Linked DNA regions of Anser cygnoides: region 1 is linked to region 2. A link is a contact called in public Hi-C data. All regions are on one chromosome and are shown on one strand. The core of a region is the stretch at or near the end of the contact, and the rest is flanking DNA. Distances in the headings are between cores, read along the strand shown. Region 1 holds the start of TCEA2 (transcription elongation factor A2). Region 2 holds the start of UCKL1 (uridine-cytidine kinase 1 like 1).

Region 1 (5,430 bases), core at 1,812-4,311, 140 kb before region 2:
ACTTTAATCTCATCTTCCCTTTTGGAGATCCCTGAAAGGATTTGAGCAGCTACCCGCATGTCTGACCAACTACACACAAAACTCAGGCAGCACGTTGTGGCCCAAAGCTATCCCATTGCCAGTCCAAAGCGCAGGTTCAGTACTATTTTCTAGATGTAATGCTTATTTTGATGCTTTGAGAGAGGCAAAGAGTCAGAGGAAATCTAGGAAGCCCACGTAAACAGCATGCTGTGCTTGTCCAGAGGCAGACTTCAGCTTTGTACCCTAAGTGTGCAACTCACCTGCAGCAAGTCCAAAGTCATGGGCATACTTTTCAGTTCTTTCAGTAAATCCATCGCACCATCCTGGAGAGGAAGAGAGATACTGAGAATGAGTGCCTCAGGTTTTAATTAAGAAATTTAACACGATGGGAATAAATTCAGAAAGGTGAAATCAAAGCGAAAGCAGAAAACCTTCCTTAAAACACCTTCAAGACTACTGAGCATCAGGCCATTACCTCTACATGACAAGTTTATTTTCTTTAACACCTGAAAAATACACTCTGAATCAGAGCCGTCCCCTCAGCACACACTCAGTTTGCACGAGCAATTCTACTAACAAACTATTTTGCGGGCCTAGATTAATGATATTAGTCTGCAAAAACAGTTGGGCAGAATTGCAAGAACCCACCTAAACCTCAAAGTCACGACAGAGCTGCAGGAATCTTCTTTCTACCACACGAAACTCAGCGTAGCCACGTCCTAGTAGTTCTATTGATAGATCACTGCCCAGCACTAGGGGTGATACCGGGAGCAAAGCCCCTCGAGCAGCAAAGCGAAGGAGCCGCTCACTCGAAACTCATCGCACGAGGCTTCCCCGCAGCAGCTCTGCATCCAGGAACCCAGATGCAGAACGTACCCGACCGGTCGATCTGTGGATCCCTAAAATTGGTAGTCAGAGACAAACGGCAGAGAACCACCAGCCAAAACTCCCCTCGGCGGCAGTTCAGCCTGGAATACGCCTGTCTCCATCCAGCTGGCTCCTTCCCCTTGTTCCCTTTCTATCAAACAAGGCTTTCCAGCGTTCACGTTTAAAAGCTCGTTTCAAACACCAACCACTCCAAGCCCGTTTGCAGTGCAAGACCTACAGGGCCCGGGATTGTAGCGCCACGAAGGAGCCCCACTGACAGCCAGACTGTCTTCCCCGTGCAGGAGGGCTGCTCCCAATCCACTGCAGGAAGCCAGCCAGCCACCCTACAGAGCAGAGCTGAGAACACCAAAGCAAAGGGAAAGCTGTCAGTGTGCACACCAGCAACTCACTCCGCACAGTACCCAGAGAGGAAGGAGGCAGACTGCATTAAATCCAGCCCTTCACGCCCAAAACGACCTGGCGGATTCCCGATCCCCTTATCGGAAATGGAGCCGCTTGGGCCGACGGCAGCAAACGGGGGTCCGCACAAAAACTAGAGCGACAAACGGGTTCTCCAGGCAACCGCCCTGCAGGAAGAGTTTGCAAATTAGCCGGCGGACAGTGAACACGCGGTGGCTCAGCACCAGACGAAACGCCAACCAGGAGGAAAGGTCGCACACCGCTCGTTTTAAGAAGCTGCCTCTTTCTCGGCGAAGCCATCGACAGGAGCAGACATCACGGGCTGTGTCTGAGCCCCGGCACGCGTCCCTGGGACCTTACAACAGCTACACGAGTGCCACCGCTCACCTGCTCTGCAGCCCAGCACCCAGAAACTCACCTGAGCGCAGCCGCACCCGGCGCCCCGTAACCCAAACACCACGTTCCCTAATCCCAAATCTCGGGATTTCCTCCAGGGAACGACTCAAAGAGCCCCGGGAGGGGGGGATGCGCAAGGGTCCCCCCCCTACTCGAGGCGATGGGGAGGGAGGGCTGGGGATGCTCGCCAGGGTGCTGAGCTGGGGGTGGGCGAGACGTGGGGGTGCAACGTGGGGTTGAAGGGCTCCCACAGCCCCGCACAGGGGAGCAGGGAGCCCCCCCTCAGCAGCGGGCAGCGAACAGCACGGTGGCAGAGGTGGGGGTGAGGGGGGCACCCCCTGCAGCCAGCTTGGGGAGGGGGAACTCCACGGGAATGGGGGGGGGTCTGCATCCCTATGGTAATGGGGGGGGGGGTCCTGCACCCCCATGGTAATGGGGTAACGGGGGGGGTGGTCTGCATCCCTGTGGTAATGGGGGGGTCTGATCCACCAGGGTAATGGGGTAATTGTGTGTGGGGGGTCTGTGTCCCTATGGTAATGGGGGGATCTGCACCCCCACGGTAATGGGGTAACTGGGGGGGGGTCCTGCACCCCCATGGTAATGGGGGGGGGGTCTTGTGCCCCCAAATGGGGGGGGGAAGGGGTCTTGTGCCCCCATGGTAATGGGATAACGGGGGGGTCCTGCATCCCCAGGGTGATGGGGGGGGGGTCTGCATCCTCAGGGTGATGGGGTAACAGGGGGGGGTCCTGCACCCCCACGGTAATGTGGGGGCGGGTCTGTGCCCCCAGGGAAATGGGGGGGGGGGGGGCTGCGCCCCCATGGCAATGGGGTAAGGGGGGGGTCTGCGCCCCAACGGTAATGGGGGGGTCTGCGCCCCAACGGTAATGGGGTAATGGGGTAACGGGGGGGGGCTCTGTGCCCCCACCATCATCACCGTGGGCCTCGCAGCGAAGGGAGGGCCCCCCAAAACCGAGCGGGGGCGTGGCCGTTGGGGACGGGGGATGCCCTCAGACAACGGGGCCGGGGTGGAGGGGGGCTCCCCTCAGGACAGCCGCCCCCCCGCCCCAAAACCCGCGGCGGCGGCGGGTGGGGGGGGTAAGGAGGCGCCCCCCTCCCCGAGGCTGAGGGTTGGGGCCAGCCGCCGCCACTCACCGCGCTCTTCTTGGCCACCATCTTGTCCAGCCGCCGGGCGATGCGCACGATCTCCTCCTCCCCGCCCATCGCTCCGCTCCCCGCGGCGGCCGGGACCGGGGACGGGGGGACCGGGGGAGGGGGGGAGGAAGCCGGCGGCGGCGCCCCGGTGCCCACCTCAGCCCCGGTACCGCAGTCCGGAGCGGGCGGGCGGCGCGCGGGGTACGCCGGGACTTGTAGTCCTCGCGGCTCCCGCCCGCCTCTTCCCTGCTTGCGGCCGTGCGAAGGGACTACAGCTCCCAGCATGCCCCCCGAAGAGCGGTGGGCGCGGGGCGCGCTGGGAGTTGTAGTCCGCCCGCTCCGCGGGCTGTGGCAGGTCCCGGAGCTGAGGGAGCCTCGCGGTGTCTCCCCCGCCGCCATTTCGGGGCTGAGCGAGCGGGCGGGGACCGAGCGCGTTTGGCTCGGGGGTGCCGCAGGCTGGGCCGGCCGCTTGGCCTGGCTCGGGTGTGGGCCCGGCCCTCAGGCGTCCCTTGGGGCTGTGGGCAACAGCTCCTCCACTGCCACCACGTCCTACACCTCCTACACCTCCATCACCCCCTCCACCACCACACCAGTAACGCCCGCAGCTGAAACCCCGCTGCTGCCCTCCCTCAGGGCCGCGTAAACACCATCCCATGTTTAAAAACAGACATTTCGGGGCTTCAGGGCACAGCACGGCCCCGGGGGGGGACGAGGCCGGGCTCCGGAGCCCCCCTGTAGGTGGCACTCGCACGCTGCGCAGCGCCCGGGTGGCCCCGGGGGGAGCGGCGCGGAGCCGGCTCCTGGGGCCGGCAGAACATTGTCCCTGTCCCCAGCCGGCTCCCGGCAGGAGGAGAAGTTCCCTGCCTCCTGCACAGCCGGGCAGGGGGGTTTGGAGAGGGGTCAAGGGGAAAGGAAAAAGGAGAAGCAATGCAAAGAGCCCCAGCGAGCGCTGGGTGCCGGTTCCTGCCTGCTGCTGCCTGTGCTGGTAAATAGCTGCTGGCTGGGATCGACTAAAGGAACAGATATTTGTTCCACAGGGTCATAAACTGCAGGATTAGCTGCTGGGAACCAGGGCTCCCTGAGCTCAGCCCCAGCCACAGAGCCACAGAATCATCTAGGTCGGAAGAGACCTCCAAGATCACCGAGTCCAACCTCTGACCTAACAAGTCCTCCGCTAAACCGTATCACTAAGCTCTACATCTAAATGTCTTTTAAAGAAGCTCCAGGGATGGTGACTCAACCACTTCCCTGAGCCCTGCAAGTCACGGAGTTTAGGTCAGCACACAAAGGTGGGGAGCACTGAACAGGCTGGTGCTAAAACTGCTGGGTGGCTGTGCCCCAAAACTGCCTTTTCGGTACCCAAAGCCACTGGCTTTGCTGTTCTTTATGGCAGCTCCCGCTGAGTTGGACAAATGTCTGGGAGCCCCTCGAGCAAGAGCTGCTCCCCAGATGTGCGAGACGAACGTTTAAATTCGTCCACAAACCAGCAGCGGTGGCCCCGGACCAAACCTGAGCTACAGGCCCTCTCCCTGGCGTGACGCTTGGCGCTACCTTGAAACTTCTTGGCTTGGCCCCATGTTTGCAGACGCGCTCCAACCCACAGTCTGGAGCCTTTGCAGCATCTGGAAAGCCTCCATCCCTTGGCAGGGTCTGGCCAGGGAGCGAGGGGGTGCCATTTTGGAGAGGCCCAACTCTGCTAGGGAGGAGGAGGCGAGGGGACCCTCTGGAGGTCCCTGGGAGCGGGCGGCTGCCTGTCCCCTGTGTGAGGTCGGGTCACGCCGGTCCTTGGCGTCAGCGGAGCGCTCGAGAGGCACTGCTGCCACTGTAAATGTGGTTTGTATCACTGCAAGGCGAACATGGTTCCCGACCACAAGTATGGCCCGGGACGTGTCTCGGATTCCAGAGCGCTCAGTCACGCCGAGCGCCATCACCCCGTCGCTCCCCGCCTCGGAGCGAGAAGCCCGTCACCCCGCTGGAGCCCGCTGCCTGCAAACACCGGCCTCCCACCGGCCTCCCACCGCGGTGGCCGTCCTCACCCAGCCTCCACGGCTGCCTGATGGCGGCGGGGCCCGGAGGGATGCGACTGCACGAAATGCTCACACGCAGAAGGCCCCGTCCACCGCCCGCCGAGCGGGAGAGCAAAACGCACGCGTGGAGGGCACGGACCGGCTCCGCAGCCGAGCCCTGACCCTTCCACCCTCCTCTCTGCTCTCCCCAAGGGTTAACAGGACAGGCGTTAGCGGTGCGGGGAGGGTTTCTGGCTGACCTTGGCTGGGAAGCAGCGTGGCGTCGCTCAGCCCAGCCCTCCGAGCGCGAGCCGGTGGCCGGAGCGCTCCCCGAGCCTGGGTGGAGGTAGATCCAGAGGAAACTCCACCTCCGCGGGAGCCGACCTGCTATTGCAGGAATTCCCAGAGAAATTCCCGCTTGGGCTGATCTGTCAACGGATCCGTGAACTTTCCTTTACCTCTTGTGAAAGCAGCTACTTCAATGCGCTAAAAACAGAGCAGGGGCGAGCCTGTCGCTGGAGCCGGGCTCGGGGGAGAGGCTGGGAGGGGGCTCGAGCTGACCCCTGCA
Region 2 (6,054 bases), core at 1,611-4,110:
CGGCTGGGGCTCGGACCCCGAGCGAGATGGGGCTGAAGTGGGAGGCGAGGGGCAGAGCATCCGTGGAAGGAGACGGGTTTGTGCGGCAGCCCCCAGCCTGCTGTGTCCAAGTCTTCAAAGCCAAGTGAGCGCACGTCCCTCGTGTCCCGGGTCCCCCGTGTCCCGGGTCCCTCGTGTCCCGGGTCCCTCGTGTCCCGGGTCCACCCGAGCGCCGTCCTCCCACGAGGGCAGAGAGGGCATTTTGCTTTGCTTCGCCGTGGGCGTTTTTCTTTCCCTCCCTGCCCGGGGGAGGCTCCTCGCCCCTCGCTGCCCACCTCCAAAGCAATAACAGGAATCGCGGCACCTGCCTGCCCCAGGGCGCGCGGTGCCGCCGCTTTGTGCTTGCTGGGTGCCTGAAACCGAACGGGTGGGGGGCAGCAGGGCGGTGGGGCGAGGCTGGCGCAGCGCTGAGCTCGGCCTCGGCCATTTCATCCCCTTTCCTGCTGGGATTTGGAGACGTGGTCGGGCCGGGGAGGTGGCCGACCCGCTGCCCTGGTTGCGCACGGTGTCAGTTTGGGGCTGGGGTGGCACCGGCTGCCCAAATTCATCTTCACGCCGCCCGCACCCGCACATCACCAAGGCAAGGGCTAAACCCTCCACGTGCTTGGGGCCGGGCGGGCTCTGACCCATCCCTCGCACGGAGCCGGCCCCAAAAACGGCTCCGGCAGCATCCGGCGCCAGAATTTGCCGTGAAACAAACACGGCGCACCGGCAAGGTCGGCTCCGCACCGGCACGCGCGCCCAGCGCTGCGGGTCCCGGGGTCCCGCCGGGCACCGAGCATCCCCCGGGGCCAGGCCGCCAGCGCACGTGAACGCCGGGACCGTTTTGTTCTTTTCTTTCTCTCCTCGTGACACCCATCCCACGGCATATCCGAATGTTTCTCGTCGATGCCAGTTATTAGTGCATAAGTGTATTTTGGGGAAAAAAGCAAAACGGAAAAAAAAAAAAAAAAAAAAAAGAATTTTCAATTTATCACTTGTAACCATATATATAAATATATAAATATATATATTAAAAAGTGTTTATTTGCAAAAAATAAAATTGTTTTAACAGTAAACTATCTTATAATAAACTCCCGATTTGTGACGATCTGTTCTTTTGTTAATCATTGACAAATCCTCAGTTTGAGAGTACTGTAACAAGCAGCTATTAACCACAGCGCCGCTGAGCACCGAGGAGGGATAACTCTATGTACTGTATGTATTAAAAACAGCTGTATCGAATAAATGTTTATTGATTTTTTATTCTTATTATCATCATCGTTATTTCGCAGTTTGGCGTGAGGGTCTGCTGGAAGCGGGCAAGGCGAGCGCTGCCGTTCCCCTCCTGGGTGATGAAATCCCTAACGGGCACGGAGGTTTGCTTCTGTGAAGGGGCTCCCTTGGTTGAGTTTCCTCTGCGTCCAACACCTTAAAATCACCTTAAAACGTTTGCCCCAGCACCCCAAGCCCCGCAGGAGGGGAATGCCCTGCGCCCAATGCTCCCGGAGCCGCCTCTGGAGCTGCGAGGGGCTGCCATGGGGCAGCTCGGACCCCGCGGGGCAGTGCCAGGACTTGCTGCCCCTGCTCTGAGCCGTGTAGGTGGGGATGCGGCGGGCGATCTCCGAGCTCAGCTCCTGCTTTTCCCCCAGGAGCTTTGTGCTGGTGCTTGGAAGCAGAACGCGTCCAGCTGCGACGTTCCCAGCGGCGCGCTGAGGATCGGCTCCATTTTGTCCTTCCTTCGCGCACGGCCGGCCGAGGAAACCCCCAGGGACAGACGGGTTTTGTGCCACTGGCTCAAGCCCTCTGTGTGGCAGAGCAGGGGCCCAGCGGTGCCCCCCCAAAACCAGGCCGGGGGCGAGGAGCGGCCCCGCAACCGTCACCCCACCACCGTTCCCGGCGTGGGAACAAATCCCCTGCGCTTCCTCATGTCTCTTTTGGCAGCCTCCCAAAGGAACATCAGGAACATCAGACGCAGCCCCTGATTGCTGACCGCTAACCCCGCGTTTCCCAGAGCCCGAGGGACCACCCTGAAGCGTGACGGGGGGGGGAGGGGGGCGCGGGTCCTGAGCTTCCCCTGCGCCCCCCAGGCACCCTAACGTGCACCCCAGGGTGCGGGAATCGCCTGCTGCGCCCCTCGGCTGCGTTCCTGTGCCCCACCGCACCCAACGGAGTCCAACGGCACCCAGGTCTGCCCACAGCACCCACCCGTGCCCAAAGCACCCACACATGCCCTCAGCACCCCCCCGGGCTCCACAGCATTCACTGGAGCCCCACGGCACCCACCTGTGCCCACAGCGCCCATACCAACCTTACAGCACCCACCTGAGTCCCAAAAGCACCCACACGTGCCCTCAGCACCCAGCAGAGCCCCACAGCACCCACCCGTGCCCACAGCACCCACACAAGTCCCACGGAACCCCCCCCCCTCAGCCCTCAGCACCCCCTCGAGCCCCACAGCACCCACTGGAGCCCCTCAGCACCCACACGCCTCCCTCAGCACCCAAAGGAGCCCCACAGCACCCACCAGAGCCTCACAGCACCCCCCCCTTCGAGCCCCTCAGCACCCCTCCAAGCCCCTCAGCACCCACTGGATCCCCACAGCACCCACAGGAGCCCCACAGCACCCCCGAGCCCCTCAGCACCCCCCTCCGAGCCCCTCAGCACCCACAGGAGCCCCACAGCACCCCCAATGGAGCCCACCCGGGAGCTCCCGGGCCCCACAGCACGCACCCGCCCGTGCCCTCGGCACCCATCGCAACCCCTCAGCCCCCCCCGAGCCCCCCGGCACCCCAAGGCCCCTCACGGCCCCGCTCCCCCCGCACTACAAGTCCCGGGGAGCCCCGCGGCAGCTCCGCCCCGCCCGGCCCCGGCCGCGGCCCCGCTCCCGGCCCTGCCTCTCCCCGGTAGCGCCATGGCCGCGGCCCCGGCGGCCGAGGGGGCCCCGGCGGCACCGGACGGCAGGTACCGGGGGGGGGGGGGGGGTTACCGGGGGCCTGGGGAGGGGGGGGGGGGGGGCAGCCCGGGGGCTGGGGGCGGCGGGGAGCGGAGCCGAGGCAGCCCCAGCCCCGCCGGGGCCTCCCGGGGCAGAGCAGCGCCGGGGAACCGGGCACGGGGGGGGGGGGGAGCGGGGGGCTCCGGCCCTAAACCGGGCTCCGGGGGGCTCCGTTCCCGTCCCGGGGGTGTCGAGGGGGCTGCGGGGGGGAGGCCGCGGCCTCGGCAGCGTGCGGGAGGTGCCCGCGGCATGCGGTGCCCCCGGGCCGGGGCGCGGGTGCGGAGCCGTCCGTCCTGCGGGGGTCCCGAATTTATTTTTTTTTTGGGGGGGGGGGGGGTCCAAAGTTTTTGGGGGGCTTCTCCCGGCATCGCTACGGCTGGCCCCGGCCCCATGGCTGGGGAAGAGCGAGGGGTCAGCGCGTGTCGGGGTACGAGTGGTTGCCTGGGTGCGGGGCCGAAGGTGGGGGTGGCGGCGGTGCCCTTCTGGGGGACGGGGTGGGATGGGATGGGGACAGGGATAGGATGGGATGGGATGGATGGAACGGGACGGGATGGGATGGGATGGGATGGGATGGGGACAGAGATGGGGACAGGGATGGGATGGGATGGGATGGATGGAACAGGACGGGACGGGATGGGATGGATGGGATGGACAAGATAGGATGGGATGGATGGGATGGGATGGGGTGGGATGGGGACAGGGATGGGGACAGGGATAGGATGGGATGGGATGGGATAGATGGAACAGGACGGGACGGGATGGGATGGATGGGATGGACGAGATGGGATGGGATGGATGGGATGGGATGGGGTGGAACAGGACAGGATAGGATGGGATGGGATGGGATGGGATGGGACGGGATGTGCGGCACAGGGCACCGCGGGGTTGTGTAAGCCACCAGCACTGACCGCCGGGCTGCGGTGGAGCTGCCTGCACCGGGTGTAAATAGCGGCGAGCTAATGGGATTGGAAGAGGAAGGTGTTCCCCCTGCCCCGCTGGGTAATTGAGGTCCTCCGCGAAGCGCGGGGGGCTGCGTCCGTCCCTGTGCGAGACGTGGGGTGAGGTGGGGGCACCAACTTCGGTGCTGCTCGGGTTTGCAGGGGCACCCCGTGCCCCTGGGGCTGTCTCCGTTCCTCAGCTGCCTCCATCTCCACGCTGCCACCTCTGTCCCGGCACTTTGGGCTTCCCAGCGCCTTTCTTTGCGTGCTCCCTCCAAGAGGTTTGCTCCCCAGCCTGGCAGGCAGGCGGGACCCAGCCCCGCTCAGCGCTCAGACGAGGGGGCCCTGGGGCAGCGCAGCCCCGCGGGGCGCAGGCGAGCGTCCTTGCCGTGTGCCAGGCTGTAGCGACGCCCTGAGGCCGGCACGGCTCCCTGTGGGAAGGATTGGACCCGTCTCAGTCGTCTCAGTGCTTTGCCGTGGCCCTTCCCCAAATCCCAAGGAGCCTCGGAGCCACCCCGTGCCGGCAGGCAGAGCCCAGCAAACTGCACCCAGGGGTGGCACCGGAGCCGATCCATCCTCCCGCGAGCACCGCTCGTCTTCGGCTTGGGCATCCCCTGAGCTCTCCCGGGGACCCGATGGCGACGTTTGGGTTGCGGTGAGCAGCAGGGGAAGAGCCGCCGGCGGCTCTGCTTCATCCCGGCACCCCGGGAGAGGCGAGGTCCCGAGGTCTGCGCCGCCTCTCGTGGAGAACGTCCTCATCTCTGCCCCCCGCAGCAACCTTTACGCATTTGGACCGGCTCGCGCTTGCTCTTTTATTTAAGGTATTTGGTTTTTAGGCTGAACACTTCCTTCAGCCTTCTGTTCCTTCAGCCCTCCCTCGCGGGGCGAAGGGAGCTGGAGTGGCCGCCCCAGCACACCTTCATCCACCATCGCCACGTTGCCTTTTTCTTGCGATGTTAAGTCCAGCTCCCTGAGCCCTGCGATTACAGACTGGATTTGCGCTTGAAAAAATCTTCTAGAAGGAAGGAAAAAGTCCGAAAACATTCGCCCTGCGTGAGAGCTCAGGAACCAGGAAGCGAAGGAGCACGCCCAGGGCCCAGCCCGCAGCGCCCTCGCCGTGCCGGCAGCCGTGGCAGCGCCCGGTGCCCGCGGTCGGACGCCGAGCCCCGGGGGCTTTTGTTTGCTGCTGGGATTAAAAATCGGCGCGGGTAATTCCCCTCCTACCTGGGAGCTGGGCTGGGACGTCGAGTGAGCCGCTGGAAGCATCGGTGCCGCCGCTCGGAGGTTTTAAACAAAGGCAGGAAAAAAAAAAAGGCACCAGGGAGCATGCGATAAGGAGCAGTGACACACGGGCAAGGGCTCCTTCGGTTCCAATTTCTGGTCCCTTTTTTTTTTTTTTTTTTCCTTCTTTTTGAGAAAGAGCAGAAATCGCTGCGGAAGAGGATTTTATTTTTAAACTCCTGAAAGCGCTTTTCCAGAGAAAGGGGAGCTCGCGCTAAAATCGCGGGACGGGAAAGGCTCCTTTGATCCTCGGTCGTTTAATTGGCTTCGTTCGGGGCAGCGGCCGGGGCCGCATCGCCTCTCGTTCCCCTGGGTCAAATCCCGCTCTTTGGGGGCCAGCTCGGTGTTGTAGGGCGAGGAGGCAGCCGCTGAGACCCGGTTCGGGGTCCGGCTCTCCTGTGGCGGTCCCGTTGCCGGCTGGGGAGCACAGGACGCACGGACACCGGCGTCCCCCGCACCTCCGGAGCGCGCCCCCCGGTGCTTCGGGGCCAGAGGAAGGTCCTGGCCCAGCTCCGCGCCTCCCCCTGCTTGGTGCCGGGCGAGCATCGCCCCCGCTGCCCCCGGTCCCCCAAAAAATGTGCCGGCTGCGTGCTGGGCACAGAGGCAGCCGTGACTTTGTGGGCGATTTCTCAGGCGCCGCAGGAAAACGAATCCGCGGGCTGCTGGTGGAGGGGGGGGGACGAAGGGGGGCAGCGGGACGGCTGCGAGTGCAGGCGGCCAGGCCCCCGAGCGGCGGCGGCGGCGGCGTTATTCTTAGCCACCCCGGGGTGTTGAGTTTCGAGGGCTTGTTTACTGCGGTGCTGCCGAGCTCGCGGGGACGGC

What was found. A called contact is a pair of places that touch in the nucleus more often than the background predicts.
Region 1: a contact with region 2 is called in a Hi-C map of liver, with 3 times the contacts expected there. The contact joins the promoter of TCEA2 here to the promoter of UCKL1 in region 2. A contact is called at or near these places in 3 of 7 Hi-C or Micro-C datasets (granulosa cells and liver).

What each region holds. Positions count from the first base shown.
Region 1 is chr16:1,979,848-1,985,277 of Taihu_goose_T2T_genome, reverse strand. It overlaps TCEA2 (transcription elongation factor A2), which reads right to left and starts at 3,061. Exons shown (of 10, transcript XM_066978209.1): 1 at 2,857-3,061; 2 at 282-344. The coding sequence starts at 2,925.
Region 2 is chr16:1,838,833-1,844,886 of Taihu_goose_T2T_genome, reverse strand. It overlaps UCKL1 (uridine-cytidine kinase 1 like 1), which reads left to right and starts at 2,860. Exons shown (of 15, transcript XM_066978607.1): 1 at 2,860-2,982. The coding sequence starts at 2,933. The region is part of intron 1 of LOC136786525 (a long non-coding RNA gene); the gene reads right to left. It overlaps ZNF512B (zinc finger protein 512B), which reads left to right. Exons shown (of 15, transcript XM_066978604.1): 15 at 1-1,284.